Linked DNA regions of Sus scrofa: region 2 is linked to region 1. The links are chromatin contacts, called in public Hi-C maps. All regions are on one chromosome and are shown on one strand. The core of a region is the stretch at or near the end of the contact, and the rest is flanking DNA. Distances in the headings are between cores, read along the strand shown.

What was found. A called contact is a pair of places that touch in the nucleus more often than the background predicts.
Region 2: a Hi-C map of embryonic fibroblasts shows a contact between it and region 1, with 1.7 times the contacts expected there. The contact joins the promoter of PSMF1 here to the promoter of FKBP1A in region 1. A contact is called at or near these places in 1 of 5 promoter capture datasets (liver), 2 of 47 Hi-C or Micro-C datasets (embryonic fibroblasts and heart right ventricle) and 1 of 2 datasets of contacts at active chromatin or transcription factors (alveolar macrophages).

The regions. Positions count from the first base shown.
Region 1 is chr17:33,905,800-33,912,629 of Sscrofa11.1, reverse strand. It overlaps FKBP1A (FK506 binding protein 1A), which reads right to left and starts at 2,583. Exons shown (of 5, transcript NM_001038000.2): 1 at 2,394-2,583; 2 at 2,263-2,310. The coding sequence starts at 2,430. LOC102164024 (a long non-coding RNA gene) reads left to right here and starts at 5,305. Exons shown (of 3, transcript XR_001302075.2): 1 at 5,305-5,598.
Region 2 is chr17:34,161,949-34,168,778 of Sscrofa11.1, reverse strand. PSMF1 (proteasome inhibitor subunit 1) reads left to right here and starts at 4,056. Exons shown (of 7, transcript NM_001243340.1): 1 at 4,056-4,336. The coding sequence starts at 4,208. LOC102164496 (a long non-coding RNA gene) reads right to left here and starts at 3,978. Exons shown (of 3, transcript XR_001302079.2): 1 at 3,803-3,978.

The DNA.
Region 1 (6,830 bases), core at 1,334-3,833:
ACCAGGAGAAGTTGTTCTCCCTTCTCGAGGTCCAGGGGGTCCCCTACCTTTGAGGACCCTTAGATTTTTATGATACTCCCCACCATGCTCCCTCGAGATGGATTCTGTTCCCAGTGCCTTAAAAGCCTTTACTGCTACAGATGAAATCTCAAAGCGCCTTCCCATTCTTCTCACGCCCCCACAGGTCTCAAACAGGTTCTTCCTGGGAGGATGGTGGCAAAGACCCGCAGAAACAAAGCCGCCTGCCCCAGAACAGCCTATTCTGTGAGCATGAGGCAGAGCTGGCTTCTCACCAGGGCCTCTTTGTAGCGCTTATCGAAAATGAAATAAAAAAGAACGCTTTTGTCCTAATGCATGCCAGGGTCCTGCTGCTGTTCTGGGAACGCGTGGGTGGGTGCCACCCTCGAGGAAAACACAGACTTGGAGCAGAGGCACTGGGAGCCCTGATGGTGTTCTGGGTCCCACGACCATCTGTTTTCTTAGGGAAAGGCTCCAGGCATGCTGTGTGGGGACATCTCACCAAGAGGCACGGTGAAATGTGGTGCTACCTACATGCTGGTGCCCAGTCCTGCCATCAGCACCAAAGATGAGTGAGCCACGGACAAGGGGCATGGGCTTGGGAGTGGGACAGGTGTAGCCACTTATCCTGATGCGGCGACTCACCCACTGAGGAGAGAAAGGGACAGAAGCCACCTCTCCGAGTCCCAGTCTCTGCCCCAGTTGGCCGTGGGAGCTGAAAGAACTGCCCACTCACCCAGCACTGTAAAAGGCCATGGTTACTCTTCTCATCTCACAGATCAAAAACAACCACACTGACAAGTTTTCCTCCACGAGCCCTCCTAGGCTCAGGTGCTGACCGTGGTCTACAAAGACAGCTGTTTAAAACATCAAACCCACTTTTCCCAGTTTCCTTTGCAGGCATGAGACACTTCCCTACAAAGACAGGTTTCAATACGTCCCCCTTTGGTACCCTTTTGAAAAGTTCCAGTCCCTAACTCCCTCCACCCCCTGCCCCTTTTTCTACCTAGGGAGAAGGGCCAGTGGAATAAAAAGCCAGAGACTAAAGGGTATCAGAGGGGGGAAGGTTAGCTGCCTTTTTTTTTTTTTTCTCCTTCCAAAAGAAAGTCGGCAGGGGGCTCCCCTCCTGATCTGGGAGAGAAGGGCACAGCTTATCCCTAAGCAGCAGGATCAGAACTGCCTACTACCCAGGAGGAGGAGGAAAAGGGAGGGAAGAAGAAGAAACGGAGGAAGGAGGAGGAGGAAGAGAGGAAAGGGTGGGAAGGGAGAGGAAGGGGAGGGAAAGTTGTTCATATTAACACTATGGCTACACCAATCACCAGCACCACCCCCCCTTAGCCGAGAAGTCTGCGCCTGCTCAGCCTCCCCCCACCCCCGCCCCCACCAACACAACGCAGGGAGGACCTTGTAAGGGCATGGAGTAAAAGACGGTCTCAAGGCATATGACCATCATGTTAGAATTCTGGCTGAGGGTCTAATATTTCTTTTGGCTTACAGTACTGTTAGTTACCCTAACTGGGCCCCGGTTGCCTTATCTTTAGTGTAGGGATAAGCCCCTACTCTTGGAAGGGCTGCGGGGGCTAAATTACATGTTCTGTCAGCCTAGGCCATCACTGCCACTGAGGCTTGGATTTGTTAAGTGACTCAAAAGTAAGAGGAGGAAAAAGACCGGGCAGATCCAGATACCCCAAGGCCAGGATGCGCCAGAGCAAAGACTTAGAAAGTGGACGTTTCCCTACCCGCAGCGCAGCGCGAGTTCCCCGGCTAAGAGGCTGAATTCCCACGGACCGGGAATTACCTCGCCCTTCTTATCTCCAGCGAAGGGTGGGGCGGAAGCGGGAATAGGGTGTCAACTGGGACACAGAAATGATATAAATCCTCTCTGATGGTCCTTGGCCAGAGCTCTGTCCAGTCCCAAGCGTGTGACCTTGGACAGGCGACTTCGACTCCCCAAACCTCAATTTCCCCATCTGTACTGTGGGCAGAACCGCAGCACCTGAGGCACAGAACTGCTTTCCAAAGGCAGGATCACGTCCGGCTCGCGGTCAGCGTTCGCACGCGCCGGCTGAGACCGTCCAGGGTTCCGCAGGCCCAAGGCTGCCCCCTCGGGGGCGATGCCGCCGCCCAGGCCTCAGCCTCTGGCCACGCGGGCCCGCCGCCGCCACGCCCCGGGCCTTTGCCCCAAGGCCGCGCCGGCCGCCCACGGGCCGCCCCCCATCCCGCCCCGCGGGCCCGTGGACTCACCCGTGTAGTGCACCACGCAGGTCTGGCCGCGCTTCGGGAAGGTGCGCCCTAAGGAGACAGACAGACGGGCGCGGTGAGCGGATGCGCGCGGCGGCGAGGGCACCCCAGGGCCGCTGGGCGTGCCTACTCACCGTCTCCGGGGGAGATGGTCTCCACCTGCACTCCCATGGCTGCTGCGGCGGCGGCGGCGGCGGCGGGCGGGCTGGCGGCGCGACGGGCAGCGTGGAGAGAAAACCGACCTGGCGGCGATTCCGCGGCTCTGCCTAGTCCCTCCGCGCGACGCCTGCGCACGCGCGCGCCCCCGCACGCCCCGCCCTGCGTGCGCGCCCCACACGGCGCGCACGTCCCCGGAGCCCAGGCCGCCGGGCAAGGGGACCGGAAGCCCGGAAGCCCCGAGGCCTCCGGATGCGGCCGGGTGGAGGGGCCCGGCGACTTTCCCCACCCTTCCTTTCTCTGTGCCCCGAGCTGGGCCGGCGTCTCTAACCCAGTTTCCGCATCTGAGAAATGGGAGTAAGAATTGAGGATCCTCCAGTTACTGACCGGGAACTGCGCAAGTTCACACTTCTAAGTCCACACTTACTCATTTGTGAAAAGGATGGTTGTGAGAGGTCAGCGAGATGTTCGTTCATGTTAGCATTCGATCAGTGGGGTCCAGATCAGTGGGTTTTCTGCTTTGGAGGAAACATCAGCATTTATACTGCCCCTCGGGAAGCCTGTTCTCTCTTGTCCGGATTCATTCATTCATTCATTCATCGCTTTCACACATATATTCTTATTGAGCACCTACTCTGTGCTGTGCGTTGTGTTGGGTGCTGGGGAAACATAGTAAAGGAGATAGCCTCTGTTCCTGATCTCGCAGAACTTACACTCTTATGAGGGAGAGACAATCATAGCCACACAGATAAATGTAAATTTTCAAAGCTGTAGGTACTGTGAGAGCAGTACGTGGCATTATGCTGTGTGGGGCATACAATAGAGATGCCGAACTGAACCTGGACTGTGGTGACGTGCTTCCTTGAAGTAGCCAGGTTTAGCCAGCTATATGTGTGTTGGGGTAGGTGAAGCAGAAGGAACATGCAGAGGCATTTCGGCCAGAGGGAGCATTGTGCTACAGTCCAGGACCTGAGGGAGGCAGATATGGACTCATCCTCTGGATCTCCTTTCGTGTGCTCCTGAGGTGTTGCTATGACCCCAACATTCTTCAACACTCTGCCCATCATCTAGTCCCTTTTCCCTAGAATCTCAGGGAGCTTGTGACTGATTTGGCATTTTTCATGTTATTCAGGATAGGGGCTGTAACAGAAACCAAATTAACCGTGGCTGAATTGAGACAGAAGTTGGTGTGTCTCTCTCTTGTAACAGTCTCGAGGCAGGTAGGACAGCTTAGTTTCACAGGCTGTCTGGTCCAGAGACCCAAGCTCTTGCTACTTGTGCTCCATCTTTAGGATCCTCCTCTCCTATGCATGGTCCAAGACTGTTGTCCAACATATTTGCATTCCAACCAGGGGAAAGGGAGGAAGGTGGACCGTGAAGGCACATCCCCCTCTCTTTAAATGAATGACCTAGAAGTTGCATGTATATCTTCCCCTTACACTGCATTGGCTGCAACCTATTGCATGGCGATATTTAGCTGCATGGCAAGCTGGGAATACAGTCTTAATTCTGGGTGGCCATGTGCCCAACTGAAAATCAGGCATTCTGTGCCCATAGAAGAAGAGAAGAATTTTTTTTTTTTTTGTCTTTTGTCTTTTTTAGGGCTGACCTTCAGCATATGGAGGTTCCCAGGCTAGGGGTCTAATTGGAGCTACAGCTGCCGGCCTACTCCAGAGCCACAGCAATGCCAGATCCAAGCCACATCTGTGACCTACACCACAGCTCACGGCAACACCGGATCCTTAACCCACTGAGCAAGACCAAGGATCGAACCCGAGTCTTCATGGATGCTAGTTGGGTTCTTTACCACTGAGCCAGGACGGGAATTCCAACAACGCCAAATTTTTAACCCACTGCGCCACAAGAGAACTCTAAACATTTCTAAGATTTTTTTAAACAGCTGGGAGAGTTCCTTTCCAAGTTGATTTTGATTCTATGTTCATATATAGCATAGTTATTAATTTTTCCACAAAATATGATTTATTTTCTCATGAGAATTAACTCCTTTTAAGCCTAGTTATTAATTAATAAAAATGCTCAGTGTTCAAATCTTTTAAAATCACCCTTTAGCAACCAGAAGAACTCAAAAGAGAAATAGTGAGTGATCCTAAGACGTGGGACTGGGAGAAAGGGCAGGAGATTTCACTTTTTTAAAAATTTATTTTATTGAAGTGTAGCTGATTTACAATGTTGTGTTAATTTCTGCTGTACAGCAAAGTGATGTAGTTATACATATATATTTATTCTTTTTCATACTTTTTCCATTATGAATTTTCACAGGACTTTTAAAAAGATTTATTTTTTCTATTATAGTTGATTTACAATGTTCTGTCAATTTCTGCTGTACAGCAAAGTGACCCAGTCATACACACACACACACCCATATGCATTCTTTTTCTCCCATTATCTTCCATCATGTTCCATCACAAGTGACTAGATATAGTTCCCTGTGCTATATGGCAGCATCTCATTGCTTATCCACTCCAAATGTCGCTTTTCATTTAATATCATTCTGAACAGATTGACTTTGTTTCTACTCTGTGTGTTTATTATTTTTTACAGTTTATAAAGGAGACAGGGAGTAATTTGAGTCTCAGGGTGTAAGCATCCCTGATGGCAGGGGAAGTGATTCCTTCCTTGTAGCTCCAAACTCTGAAAAAATAGGGCTTAGATTTCTTTGGGTTTATCCTGTTTGTGTTTTATTTCTTTAAATATTTTTTTCTGTATCACTCTATTTCTTCTGTTCTTCTCAGATTTTTTTTTTCTTTTTTTTGGCCACCGCATGGCATATGGAGTTCCCCAGCCAGGGATCAGATCCCTGGCCACGTACACCACAGCTGGAACAACGCTGGATCCTTTAACTCACTGTGCTGGGCCAGAGATCGAACCTGTGACTTGGCACTGCAGAGACACCACGAATCTCATTGCGCCACTTCAGGAACTCCTTCCTCTCAGATTCTAATGACACAATCATTAGCTCTTTTGGACTTGTCCCCTCAGGGCCCTAAAACTCTGTTCCCGTTACCAGTCTTTTTTCTCTCTGATGTACAGCTTGGATAATTTTTATTTTTCTATCTTCAAGATCACTGACTTGTTTATCTGCCATCTCCATTCTGCTACGTGTCCATGCAAGGAGTTTTAAAATCTTTGGTTATTTTGTCTACGGCCATACCACCCTGAATGGTAATAATCTTCAGTTATTTTTACTCGTCGGTTCTAAGATTTCCACTGTGTTCTTTGTAGGTTCTATTTATTTGTTTAAACTTTCTATCTTTCCACTTGTTTCTAGATTGTTTGCCTGTACTTGCTGGAGCATTTTTAGAGTAGCCGCTTTAAAGATTTGTCAGATAATTCCAACAGCTGTGTTGTCTCAGCATTGGCATCTGTTGATTGTCTTTTTCCATATGAGCTGAGAATTCCATGTTTCTTCATATGTCAAGTAATTTGGAATAGATCCTGGACATTTTGAATACCATGTTATAATACTGAAGAGTCTTTTTAAGATCCTACGAAGAATGTTGACACTTTTGTTTTAGCAGACAGCTGACCAGATTGGGCTTAGGCTGTGAGTTTCAATGAACCTTCTGTGGCTTTAATGTTATGTCTATTTTCAAAGACTTTCCCATGTCCTTTGGATCTGTCCTGGGTGGTGCACCAGTCAGTGGTCTGTCTGGAACCTGGGCAGTGGTCTATCCTGTAATAAATTCTCGAAGTCTGTGTGAACTGTTTAGTGCTTAACTCACTCATGCATCCAGCGGGAGGAGCCCAGAAGTTCGTAACAACTCTATTAGGTTGCTTCCTGAGCTCTTCCCTCTCGGTAATTGCCTCAATAAATGTTTGGTTCACTGGGGCTTCCCTTTTTGGTCCTCTAACCAGAAATCTGGGACCTTGCTTACCCTGTTCTGGCAATCATTTCCCATGACAGCACCTGTATTCTGGACCAAGCAGTGAATAAACAGAGAGAAAGAAAAGGCAATGGGAGTTTGCCCTACCCTCATCGCTCCTCTGACTGGAGAAGGTGCCCATCTTTCAGAGTTTGGGGCTCCTGCAGGTACAGGCTTTTGCTACCAAGAAATCCTAGCATTTCTTGGAGGTGCAAATGAACAGAAAAAAAGAAAGGAAAAGCTGGGAGATTGCCCCTAATTAGGAGCATTAGGAGACCTTTTCCTGCTCCTCAAACAGAACTAGAGGGCTTCTTCTAGACCTTTCTCTGTCTGCCCTGATATATACTTCCAGTCTTTAAGCTGCACTGAGTCCAGGCTGGGAAGTACTGGAGGAAAAAAATGATTTTCAGAGTTCCTGTCTTGTGGCTCAGCAGTAACAAACTGGACTAGTATCCATGAGGACGCAGGTTTGATCCCTGGCCTCACTCAGTGGATTAAGGATCCAGTGTTGCCATGAGCTGTGGTGTAGGT
Region 2 (6,830 bases), core at 2,807-5,306, 250 kb before region 1:
AGGTACCTCTAAGAATCACAGGCTTCCTTCTTTACACTCTGCAATTCTCTGCCTGAGGGCTTTTCATGCCCCCAGTTGCCCTTGACCTGTGGTAGTTGGGAATGAGGGAACAAAACACTCCAGTTCCCTTACCTTCATTTAAACAACTCTGGGGCGAGTCCTGTGCTGCTTCCCAGAGTTGCCAGGCAGGACTGAGCTCCAGGTGCCCAGAGATGGCACCTTGGCTTGATCACATAACACCCACTGGCTGCCTTCCACCCCCTGCCTCACTTCTCCAGGATCTCTAGTGCACTCCCTTATTGCTATTTCCTGGAATCAGCTCCCAAATAAACAGCTCAAGTCCTTGTCTCATGTTGGCTTCTGGGGGAACCCAAGTAACAGGGATGATGATGTGTAATGAGGAACCAAGTTCTGTGAGATGTGAGCTATAACCAATTGTATGCAAAGCAGTGGTCAAATCAAGGGGAGCTGCCTGCACAGGTCCAGGCAATGGTGATGGTGGGGACACTGCCTTAAAATATATATATATGCAGGAGTTCCCGTCGTGGCTCAGTGGTTAGCGAATCCAACTAGGAACTATGAGGTTGCGGGTTCGATCCCTGGCCTTGTTCAGTGGGTTAGGGATCCGTCTGGCATTGCCATGAGCTGTGGTGTAGGTTGCAGATGTGGCTTGGATCCCGTGTTGCTGTGGCTGTGGCCAATTGGACCCCTAGCCTGGGAACCTCCATATGGTGTGGGTGCAGCCCTAAAACGACAAAAAAAAAAAAAAAAAGTAAAAGCAGTTGGAGTTCCCTGGCGCTTCTGTGAATCAAGGATCTGGTGTTGCCACTGCTGTTGCTTTTGATGTGAGTTTGATCCCTAGTCCTAGAATTTCTGCATGCTGCAGCCACAGCCAAAACAAACAAACTTAAAAGCAGTAATAAAATGGATCAACAGCCAGTCTACTTTCTATTATCACCATGAACCAGTCTTTCTAACCAACTTCAGCGATAAAATTTTCCTCCCCACGAAAGTTGACAGAGCTCACTGTCCCATGCCCACCCCTTCGCATGCCACTGAGGCCAGCGGCACAGAGGAGAGAGCAATTGATTGTGGGTTGAGGAGATGGGAGAAGGCCTCACTCAGGATGCCACACTGACCCTCTAATCACACAGTACCAGCTGCCTTTCCCACCTTCATGACTTTGCATGTGCCATTCTCCTTTACTGGAATACCTTTTGTTCCTCAATTCACTGCCAATTCTCCAAATAAGAGTTACTGCAGCTGGGAGGCTCTTCCTCCAAGAAAACCTCCCTGACACCCAGCCTGAATTAGATGTCTCCTCTAGGCTTGTATAGTCCTCCAAATGCCCCTCTGCCATGACAGGTTTCATACTGGGTTACCAGTTTTTTTTTTCCCCCGCTAGACAGCTCTGTAGAGATAGGAACTACAGTTTGGTTATCTGGGCTGTGTTCATAGTAGACACTTAGGAATGGGGCTGCTACTGGGTGGGCACCTCTGTGCAGTGCACAGCCTGTATCACTATCATGGCAACCTATCCTACGGACATTTAGTGAATGAGTGAATAATGAATAGGTGAGAATTTTCAATAACTGGGGAAGGACACTTCAAGCTTTGAAAGCGAAGAGCTTCCCAGTGGAAAGGGCAAACAGCTTCATGTCACAGGCAATACATCTCAGGAGTTCCATGCCACCGGCTTTAGCATCACCCAGAGTGTAGTCAATAAACCTACACTCCACCTCAGACATGCTCAGCCAGAATCTCTGCAGATGGGATTCAAGAATCTCGGCATCCCAGGGGAACCCCGAAAACAAAAAATTGGAGAGGTATAGGGCCAGCTAACAAAGTGAGTGGTGGAAAGCAAATGGGGGAGAGTGGCCCAGTTGGGCTGAGCTCAGGCCAAGAATTCATTCATTCTGCATTCACTCATTCATTCATTCAGTAAGTATTTACTGAGACAGGAAGGCATTCAGGTATACCTATACACAAGACGGACATGGTCCCTTCTCCTTGGTCAAAATTAATGTCAAATACTTAAGCAAATACATATGTAATATAGTGTCAGCTTATGATAAATGCTTTGCAGGTAAGAAAGCGGGATAAAAGGTTAAAGATAGGAGGTTCTTTTCCATGGGGTGTCAGGAAGCCCTCTGCTGAGGCTGACATGATGTGAGGAAAGGAGTCAGTTAAAATGAAAGAGCATGTGGATATATGAGAAAGTGCAGTTCGGGCAGAAAGAATACATGCAAAGGCCTGGAGAACAGAACACGCGGAAAAGGGAGACTGGTTAGGAAGCTACTGCTATAGTCCAAGTATGAAATGCCAGAGGCTCCAACCAGTGCGGGTAGGAAGAAGTGGTCGGATTCAGAGTATACTTTGAGGGTAAAGTGGACGAGCTTTGCTGTTCGATCCGATGTGGGTATAAAAGAAGAGGGGAGTCAAGATCACTGCAGACGAGTGCAGGGGATGGGAGGAGAGTTGGAGGAGATAATGTTAGAGAGAGGCAGGGGTGGGGAGCACAGACCATAAGATGGTTCCTACAGACCATGGGAAGGACTTACTTTTCTCTGCAGTGTGATGGGAGCTCTGGGAGGGTTTTGAGCAGAGGAGGGATGTGAGCTGGCATACGTTCTAACAGAATCTCTTGTTGCAGAGTGTAGAATAGACTTTAGGGAGACAGAGATAGAGTAGGGCAGTTGAGAGGCTGGTGTCAACATCCCAGTGAGAGATGATGGTGGTTTGCAGCAGGGAGCTGACTGAGATGGGAAAACAAAATTTGTTTGAGTAAAAGCAATAAGAGGATTTCAAGAAACTTGTTGAAGAACTAATACATAATAAAAATTACGAAGGAGGGAATTCCCGTTGTGGCTCAGAAGAAATGAACCCAACTACTATCCAAGAGGATGCAGGTTCCACCCCTGGCCTCCATCAGTGGGTTAAGGATCCCACATTGCTGTGAGCTGTGGCAGAAAAAAAAAAAATTATGAAGGAGACAGGAAAATGAATGACTGAAATTTGGTAGTAGATCAGGAGCACCAGCTCTGGAGTTAGCAGCTGTGTTTTTGGGGGGAAGTGGCTTCCATTCTTTGAACTGGTGATAAATATGAAAAGTGGGAATAATAATGAAACTTAACACATAGAGTTTTTGATAAGGTGATATAAAGGTGTTTGTTTTTTTGTTTTTTTTGTTTTTTGTTGTTTTTGGTTGGTTGGGTTTTGTTTTGTTTGTTTGTTTGTTTTGTCTTTTTGCCTTTTCTAGGGCTGCTCCTGCGGCATATGGAGGTCCCCAGGCTAGGGGTCTAATCGGAGCTGTAGCCACTGGCCTACGCCACAGCCACAGCAACGCGGGATCCGAGCCGCGTCTGCAACCTACACCACAGCTCACGGCAACGCCGGATCCTTAACCCACTGAGCAAGACCAGGGATCAAACCCGAACCTCATGGTTCCTAGTCAGATTCGTTAACCACTGCGCCACGACGGGAACTCCCGATATAGAGGTTTTGACACAGGATCTAGCAGCAATAAACATTTAATCAATGTTATCCAAGGAGCTAGACTAGATTGCAGTATCACCTCTGCCACTCACTCATCTTGGTCAAATTTACCCCTTTGTTCCTGTTTACCCATCTGTAAAATGGAGTTAACAAAAACTTTATGGGGTTGGATTGTGAGTTTTAAATAAATGAATACAAGTATTTAGAATTACGTGGTCCGGAACAAGCACTGCATAAGTGCTAACGATTATTATCAGTATATTTTAGGCCTATTTCATAATCTCTTCCGCCACCAGCATAAACCCACCTCATTCTGCAGATGAGAAGTCTGTGGCTCTGAACAAAGTAGCCCCTCCTCAAGGACGCCACAGCCTGCGTGTAGTGGCTCCGCCAACTACGGCCAGTTGAAGATTTCGTCTTTGAAGGACCTCACCCCCAGGATATCCGCCTCGCCCGCCCGCTGCCTGGCGGAACATTTGAGAGTCGCGCTCTTGCTTCCAGTCGGGCTCACTCTCGCAGCACCGCCGGCCCCGGCAGGCACTTCCGGCGGCCACGCCCCCAGCACTGGGGCGTCTCCATTTTGGCCGCGCAGGTTAGGGACGTGACTCAGACCAGCGGATCGGCGAAGCGGTGTTCTCGGTACTCTGAGGGCCGAGCCGGCTCACCGCACTCTCTCCCTTCCTTATTCTGCCTGCAGAGGCCGGGGGCGCGCATGGCGGGCTTGGAGGTCCTGTTCGCGTCTGCGGCGCCGACCATCACCTGCGCGCAGGACGCCCTCGTCTGCTTCCTACACTGGGAGGTGGTTACGCACGGCTACTACGGCTTGGGCGCCGGCGACCAGGTACGCCAACCGAGCCAGCCCAGGGCCAGGGTGGAGGGGGTAAGGTGTCTCCTGCCTGAACCCAGAGGACCGTCGGCTTGGTCCTTAGTGCCTGGCCTTCCCTCCTCCCCAAGTCCAGGCACTGAGGCTTATGACACCATTGCTCCCTATGGCCTGCAGGTCAGGGAGGTGCTAGCTGAACTGTCCCAGCCCAGCTGGCACAACATGATTTGAAAAGCCAAGGACAGAGTCTCGCTCCCGTACAGCCCGGCAGTCTCCCAGGCCGGGATTGTGTGGATCTGGCACCGAGGCAGGTGTGCAGCCCCCCTGAGCCCTCTTCACCTATCTGAACTCCGCGAAGCTTCTTCCCATACAGCTGGGTGGGTGGGGCTGTTGTCAGCACTATCCTCCTACTGTACTTAGCGCCCAGCAGGTATCTGGATCCATGCAGGGGTATAGGGGTGAGCTTGGACCCATTCAGCTCCAGTCAAGGGCCCTGAGAGCTCAGACACCCTCTCCCTTTCCTGAAGGGCCCAGTGCAGCCCACTCTCTGGTTGTCATCTTTAGCTCAGGCTTTGGGGCAAGAACAGCCTGCCACACACATGCAGAGGTGCACCCTGTGTGTGAGGGCCTGTAGGTTTGCATCCCCAAAGATGTCCTACAGGACCAGCCCCTCCTGTTCTCTTGTCCTCAGGTTCTGCCTCTTCCTGCTGGGGGCCTTGTTGTCATCCCCACAGAGCCCTAGGACTGCTGGGCCCAGGCAGCCTCACTAATTCTTTGCTGTAGCATTCTCCCATCTGCCCCTGCCCCTTCCCTCTGACTCTCCCCCTCCACATCCTTGTACACTTCCTCTGAGAACTGGGCGGGAAGCCCTTACTGTCCCTTCGCTCCATCTGAGAAAATAGCCTCCCGTACACACACTCAGCCAAGCCACCACTGCCTTTTCACTGTCAGAACCTAGACCAGCTCTGGGGAGCAGGGTGCTTCACTCCTTCCATCTCACAGTGAGATCTTAATCTTACTTTCATTTCTAACTGCTTTAGTTCTCAAGCTCCCTAATCCTTTTTAGTTTCTCACGCATACATCCAGAGACTTAGTTTTTCTTCTTCTGATACAGAGCTTTAGGGATCCCTCGTCAAACACAGTTTATACATCCAGGTTCTGTACCCCATCCTCACTGTCCATTCCTTTTCCCTTAGAACTGTTGACCAAGACCATCACACCCTGATCAACAGGAATAAGAAACACAAGTATTGTCATGGATCTCTGGCTCCCCCCCTCCCCCAGACTTGGCTTTTCTGATCGCCCTGCACTTTGTCTCACTTGCCTTGCCTTTCAACATTTCACAATTTGGGACCAGGTAGAGGCGGCCCACACTAAACAGTCAAATTTCCCCTTTCAGTGCATAGTCTCCCCACTTGGCTCCATTCCAGCTTTCCAGTCTTTAACAGCCCTTTCACTTGCCCCAGGCATTTCATATCACCTTTTCTGGGGTGTTCTCCTAGATAGCTGGTGTGTAGGATGGTTCCGGGGACAGTGGGACTGAGAGGAGGGTAAGACTTGCCTCTGCCCTTGGGGCTTCCCTATCGGCTCTCAGCATCCCCCCCCCCAACCCCTCAGATCGGACAGGTCTGCCCTGCTCGCTGTCCCTTCTCATGTACCTCACTCTGTTTACTCTCCCCCCAGGAGCAGGAACTTGTTACAGGGACTCCCTTCTCCCCATTACACAGACATGTATCAGCACTGCTCACACCACTCGTCCCCTCCCAAATCCTGTCAGCAGTTCTCTCTCAGTCACTTGGACAGCTTAGGGACATCAGTTCCTGTAGATCATTGCCCTGTCCTAACTGGCATCATTCCCTTGCCATACACTCCAGGCTCCTAAGTTTTCAGAAAGTACACAATTTCACTTTAATACTGGTCTAACAAAGTGAATAAAGGATCCTTAACTGAATCCCAGAGATCCATCTAATTCCACTCTCTTCTTGGTGCCACATGTTGAGTTCATGCTGACCAATAAAAAGATAGTTACCCCTAAGATGCCTACAGCTCCAGGCATCTTAGGGGTGGCCAGGGAGAGTGGGGATGAGGGTTTGGAAGGTATTGTCCATCTGTTTATGTCCTCTGAGGGGCCGGGGGGCAGGTGGTGGCGGGAAGGTGGCGTTTGTAGGGCACACTGGAGCATGAAGTGTAATTGCTTCTCTCTGCCCTTTGTCTGAAGTGCCGCTGGAGCTCAGGTTGCACTTGTCCTCTCACTTCTGAGTCTGCTTTCATTCAGAGTAGAAGCCATTTGGAGGAGCGTTTTTCCTGTTTACATAAGAGAGGGTTTGTTTTCCAGCCTGGGGCCAGCAGACTCAGCTGAAACCAGTAGTGTTTGCCAAGTTCACAGGGTGTTTATGTTGTCTCTCTAGCCACCTTCAGCTTCCCACCCTTCTGGGGGTGATAAGAGAGAGAGGAAGGTCCTAAAATGGTATACTTGATCATTTAATATATTGACAGTTAAATAGAAAGCTAA